Regions from separate parts of the Mus musculus genome. Here region 1 is linked to region 2. A link is a contact called in public Hi-C data. All regions are on one chromosome and are shown on one strand. The core of a region is the stretch at or near the end of the contact, and the rest is flanking DNA. Distances in the headings are between cores, read along the strand shown.

Region 1 (2,905 bases), core at 107-2,606, 490 kb after region 2:
TTTGGCTTTTTAAATACTATTTATCCAGGCTGTTCTGTTACCTGTGTGCTGCCAGGCAGAGCTGTTAGGGTTTATTATGCTTCTGTGTCTCCAAGGAGACTCCAGTTTCAGATTGCCTTTAGGTGAGCTTGCTGTTTTCACACAGAAACATGTCTCCTTCTGTCTGGCGGAAGCTGGAACATGTTTATAAACAAGCGGGCTCTGTGGTACTGTCCGCCAGCCTTACTTTCTATGCCATCCTAAGTGGCTTGCCTGCCACGGACTCAACCCTGAGAACATGAGCACTTTTCGGTGTGATCCGTTGTTTGTAAACTCCCATCAACTATTTCCATTACATTTTTTTTGGAGACAGGATCTTTGCTATGTAGGCATTCGAGCCTAGAATGTTCTATATAGATCAGGCTAGCCTCAAGTACATGTCCATCCTCCTATGCCTAACCCAATTCAAGTTACAGACATGTACTATCACGTCCAGCTTTTAAAATATTCTTTTAAAATATTCCTTCTGTTCCCTGACACTAATGTCCTGCTTCACACGAAAACTCAATCTACATTTTATCAGCTACCCACCGGACCCTCCTACCCCAGGCTTTCTAGGTCCCAAGCACAAAGCTGCCTGTCCTCTGTCCCCAGTCCCCAGATGCAATCTTCAATACGTCGGCTTTCCCGCCAGGATTCTGCTTAGTCCTATTATTATATCATATTCTGGCTCAATCCTAAACATCCGAGATCCTTCAGGAGGTGGGCTCCTAGCTAGCTATGTCTGCTTTAACCCTGTTACACCATCGAATCTGTCTGCCCCTTACAAGTGTCATATGTGTTCTTTCATCCACGGTCCCTTCTATATAGCACTGACCCCTCCCTCCTGCCAACCCTTCCCATCCCTTGGTATCCCTCCTTTACTCAGAAGCATTCTCCAATTCTATCCAGCCAATCCTGATCTCTCCTCTCCTGACCATGATAGCCACTGTCTTTATCTTGTGATGTGCCTCACATCCTACTTTCTGATATTTTAAATTATCTTTTCTGTCTGTCCACACATGTCCACAGGTGATCAACTCTAGAGACGTCTTTGGCATATATTTAGTATCACCAAAGCCCTAATACACAGTCTAACAATTATACAGCATCGGTATGTGACACTCCCTGTTCCAAGTGTGAGTCCTTGGATACTCACAGCTGTCCTATGAACAAGTGCCATTTTCTTTGTTTTGCCAAAGAGGAAAGCAAAGTACAGAAAGGTTAACAACTTTCCAAGGTCATATATCTCAGAAACAGCAAGGCAGAGACATACTCCCAGGCAGTCTCAGTCCAGGGTCAGTCTGTCTCTCTCTCTCTCTCTCTCTCTCTGCCAAACTAGTACAAAATCTGTTCATGCCTCAGCAATGTGTGTCCTGATGTTTGCTAGCAAAGCAAAGGTAATAGCTAGTTGTCATCATTAAAGGATGGCATCTTTCCAGCTGGGGAGAGGTTCCAATCAAAAAGGTGCTTGCCATTACAACATGAAGACCTCAGTTTGGTCCCTAAGAACCCATGTATCACAGACAGAGAGAGACAGAGAGAGAGGAAGGAAAGAAGGAAGGAAGGAAGGAAGGAAGGAAGGAAGGAAGGAAGGAAGGAAGGAAGGAAGGAAGGAAGGAAGGAAGGGGAAGAGGGAAAGGGAAAGGAAGAACAAAACAAACAAAAACAAAACAACAACAAAACAAAACCAAACCCCTGGGCATGGTATAAGTACAGCCCCGGGAAGGAGGAAGAGGAGGAGGCAGGCCCAGGGCCTCACTGCCAGCCAGTTTAGGTTAATCAAAGAGCTCCAGGTTCAGTGAAAGACCCAACCATGGGGGAGGGGGGGGGGACAGGGAGCAAGGGGAGCGAGCAATTAAGGAAGACACTCGAGACACATACACATACTGCAGAAATAAAAAGATGTATGCTCTTGTGCTCACACACAGACATGTGCACACTTACATAACTTCCTGGCTTTTAAAGACCCACTTTTGTCAGGACAGCACAAAAAGCCAAGAAGAGGCTGTTTTTCATTTTTCCTGCCTAACCCATGTTCATCTCCAGACACGGGCAGAAAGCCTATGACAAGGCCAAGGTCTTCAAGTCTCTGAATCCACCATACTTCCAGCAGTCTTGTTGGCTTTGCAAAGCCTCTCTCCTCCATCCCCTGGGGCACAAACACAGGCGGTTTCCATCTTCCTTAGCTATACAAAGGAAACCAAATGTCAGCACATTGCTTTAAGTGAGTTGCTTTTTAAGGTGGATGACACCGGCAGAAGAGTATTATTGGCTCCTAAAATAACGTGGCTGTTCATGGTCGTGATCTCCTGTTTTCTCCCCAGAACACCTTGCCCAGAACATATCCAAATCCCACCTGGAAACCTGCCAGTACTTGCGGGAAGAGCTCCAGCAGATAACGTGGCAGACCTTCCTGCAGGAGGAGATTGAAAACTACCAGAACAAGGTAGAGTTGGAGGACTTTCTCTTCCCACTGAGGCAACATTGGGTGGGGGTGGGAGAAGGGCATTCATTCAAGAGTCCAGACAGACCAAGGCTGACTGTCCTGCATCAGAGCTCAAGTCTCTGATCAGGATCTTACAGCCAGAGCTTTGTTGTCTTCCTGAGATGCTAGCGTGTGAAAGTTCAGCTGGAACAAAGTTTATTGTGTTTCGTAAGTCCTTCCTTTGTGCCAGTTGGGATAACTGGATCGGGCAGCTTCCGAAAGCCTCCACGAGTGAGGATTTGTCCTGATGCCACAGAAAAAGATTCTGAGGTCTAAGAATTGAGGAAAGTACTCTCAGCCCCATGCTACATGCTTCTAGATTAACAAATAGTTGGCTAGAGATTGTGGGCAAAGGTGGGGCTGGTGAGATAGATGGTTCACTGGATAAGAGCACTTGCT
Region 2 (3,111 bases), core at 127-2,626:
TGTCAGCCTCTTGCAGCCCAAGACGTACACAGCCATGAAGTGGATCGTTATTGGCATGCTGTTTCTAAAAGGGAAGCTGGACTCCGAGTTGACTTATTAAGATTTTTCTAGAACATAGTTGTCCCCTTCCCTTGGCTCAGTACTCAGTTTCCAAAGCATTGTTTTCTTCCTTGATTTACATGATGTCTGGGCATTGATCATCTTTAACCCAGCATTGATAGACAAAGGGATCTCACTTGGTAGTCAGGCAAACCAGAGTCAGGTGCTGGGTGAAGCTTCTAGAATGCACTGGATAAGGCTTTTTTGTCTGTATGGAATACTTTAAGTCTCTCCACTGGAGAAGGTCTTGTTTTGGTTTGGGTTTTTTGATGTTGATGTTGTTCCTTCAAATAATTATCTTAAGCTCAGAAGCCACCTGGAACAAACTTCAAACTAATGCTGAGGAAACGGAGGTTAAAGAAGTGAGAGGTTTATATGGTGCGTATCTCTCCAGACCTCCTGCGTCCCTGGCTGCCAGAGGTCCACATGACTCTCTTCTCTCCCATCTCATGTTCCCAAACCTCTCATAAGAGTTTGGAGATGTATTTAGCAACAGTATCACGTGCCCTTTGCCTTTCCTTCTCTGCCTTCTGAACAGCCGCTCTTTACCCAACTCTCCCCCACCAGATTTGTCATCAGTCAGCCAGTTATCGATTCCTTATCCATTTCGCCCTCAACTTTGACCCGCTCAGAGAGTTTGCTGACATCATCTGCCCCACTTACCCCCACATCATCACCTTTGAGCTGAGATCTGGAACTTTCTTTGATGTCATCGGCCTTGTCTTACCCTGACTGTTTCCCTTCAGGAATATTCTCTTGGGTATGATATCAATCCCTGCCTTAGTGTCTCATTAACATTTCTTGACTAGTCACCTAAGACAACTTAATGCCTAGGCTTCGAAATGTGTATGGTTAATGCCTCAAAACGCCCAGTTAACCTTATGTAAACCTGTATCAGCTATGGGGTACGCTGGTGAAAGTGAGATTGGGTAAAACAAACATTCCCATTTAGTAAAAGGAGCGTGTTCTTGTCATCATCATCAAGAAATTCTAACCATCAGATGTGTTTTCCAGAAAGATCTTCTTTAGTTAATAATTTCTGGGGGGAAAAAAACTAATGCTAAGTATAACCCATAATTTTACATCTGTTAAGTGATTTGAACTGTAAAATGTTAACATTCAAAAAAAAAAAAGTTTGCCTTTCCAGCTGTTGATCCTCTCTAAAGAGTTGCAGTTGGCATGCAGGACATCTCTCTGGCAGGCTCACAGAAGCTCTGTGTGCAGGACGCCTCTGTCTTTCTAGCAGGCTCCAGGAAGTTCTATTTTGATGCCTTCCGGGGGCAGGGTAAGTTTTTGTACATAATTCAGCTGCTTTCGCTTCCTTTTAACACACAAAGTCTGGTTAGAATTTACCTCTGTTTACTGCTTTACTTGGAATAGCCAGGTTGTGTTGTCCTCTGTACTTTGAAGGGGGCTACGTTGAAGCTGGAAGGAAGCAGGACCTTCCCGTACCCATTCCCTGTCCCCCACTTTTGCCAGTAATGTAAGACTCCCCTTCCCTTCTTGCCCACATGCACAAACTAGCCCTCGGCCCTCACAGACAGATGGGCAGGAAGTCTTGAGACTGCAGAAGGGACCTGGCTGGCTCAAGTTCCAGCATATATGTGGGGGAAGAAAGAAAGAGCATACGTACAGCCTAGTTTTTAGCTTCCACTGTGGTGAACACCTCCCTCTACGGTGTGCGCATGTAAGTCCCTGAGCCTCAGAGAAGGGCTACCATTCATGCATGCAAACTATGAGGGGGTGGCACTCAGGTGGGGGGGGGGAGGACAGAAATTCTAAATGTGTGAGCTGCCTTTGGGGGAATATGCCTCAGTGGCAGTGTGCTCCCCATTTATTTGAGAACCCGGTCTTCACACACACTCTCTGGGAGCCCTCACAGAGTGTTCTAGTGGAGCCCTGTATGCTGTGAGAATAATTTTTTTCCATCAAACAGTGAGGGGTTTTAATTGCTCAGCAGCCATTTCTCAATGTAAATTATTTTTCATTCCAGGGGTCCATAGAAGATTTAATTTGAAAGAGAATTCTACTGCTTAAGAAAGCATCTTCTTGGTAGCCACCACATGGTGACTTTGAATCTTTCGTCTAGCTCCAGGAGACTGTAAATAACTATAGCAGAATCCAGTGTGGCTGGTTATCACATTTGGAGTCCCCCAGTCCCCCTGAAATCAGCCCAGGCTTACTACCCACAGCCCATCCAAGAATTGTCCTCCCCATAGACTGGGGACCGTAAGAGCTCCAAACTGGCCCTTCTTTCTCTGGGCTACCCACTGTGCTTTCTCATCATCCTGTTTCTCTCACTGAAGGGAAGAGCTGAGCTTTGTCATGCTCATCTCTCCTAGTGTGTCCAGGGTTCTCCAGTATGAACAGAGGCTCTGTGCAGATGGGAACAAGCTCAGGGAGATGTGTAGGGTCTACCAAAGGCACTGAAGCACCTTGGCCTCATGTGCTGGAGGAATGCACACGAGGGAACTTGGCCTAGTAGAAACCCCCAAGGCCAAGCCAACCAACTTCTAGGTCTAACCTCTCCTATAAGATGCTGAGAGACCAGCGGAGCAGCACCCAGCAGATCTCCTTAATTCTATACATAAGAAGGGAATCTCCCATCATTGGTGTGGCTGTTGAGGACCAAACCATTGCACCAGCATCTGCACACATGCATGCTGACACACACACACACACACACACACACACACACACACACACACACACACATCACTCCTCATTCTTTCCATGGAAGGTCAAGAATATGATCTTTAATTAAGCAGGCAAAGTGGTATCCGTGGTATTGTTGCTCCTTCTTCCTTTTCTCTGGCATTTCTCAAAGTTATCGAGGAGAGGGTAATTTGTCCAATGAAGCAAACATTAAGCTTCATTGGTAGGGAGTGTGAATTTGTGCTAATAAAAATGTCCCTCAGTGTCTTCCATTCCAGGGATGGAAGGCTGAGATAATAGGAACTATGAATCTGGTCCTTTTAAATGCAAACTATTATGCAGAATTTATCTATAAGT

What was found. A called contact is a pair of places that touch in the nucleus more often than the background predicts.
Region 1: a contact with region 2 is called in a Hi-C map of liver, with 2.2 times the contacts expected there. The contact joins two enhancer-like sites. A contact is called at or near these places in 1 of 39 promoter capture datasets (the HPC-7 cell line), 3 of 484 Hi-C or Micro-C datasets (embryonic stem cells, liver and nephron progenitors), 1 of 115 datasets of contacts at active chromatin or transcription factors (fibro-adipogenic progenitors) and 1 of 9 other capture datasets (embryonic stem cells).

The regions. Positions count from the first base shown.
Region 1 is chr9:69,368,870-69,371,774 of GRCm38.p6, forward strand. Rora (RAR-related orphan receptor alpha) reads left to right here. Exons shown (of 11, transcript NM_013646.2): 6 at 2,346-2,467. Among named protein-coding and RNA genes, the nearest start is that of Gm15511, 6.1 kb to the left of the region's middle. Within about 2 kb of position 1,357, at least 6 of the 459 cell types and tissues checked have an H3K27ac peak or open chromatin away from gene starts, as enhancers often do. A contact at or near this core is called in liver, where this site is marked.
Region 2 is chr9:68,883,230-68,886,340 of GRCm38.p6, forward strand. The region is part of intron 1 of Rora (RAR-related orphan receptor alpha); the gene reads left to right. Gm31262 (a long non-coding RNA gene) reads left to right here. Exons shown (of 2, transcript XR_379583.4): 1 at 1-3,111. Among named protein-coding and RNA genes, the nearest start is that of Gm31262, 61 kb to the left of the region's middle. Within about 2 kb of position 1,377, at least 70 of the 459 cell types and tissues checked have an H3K27ac peak or open chromatin away from gene starts, as enhancers often do. A contact at or near this core is called in liver, where this site is marked.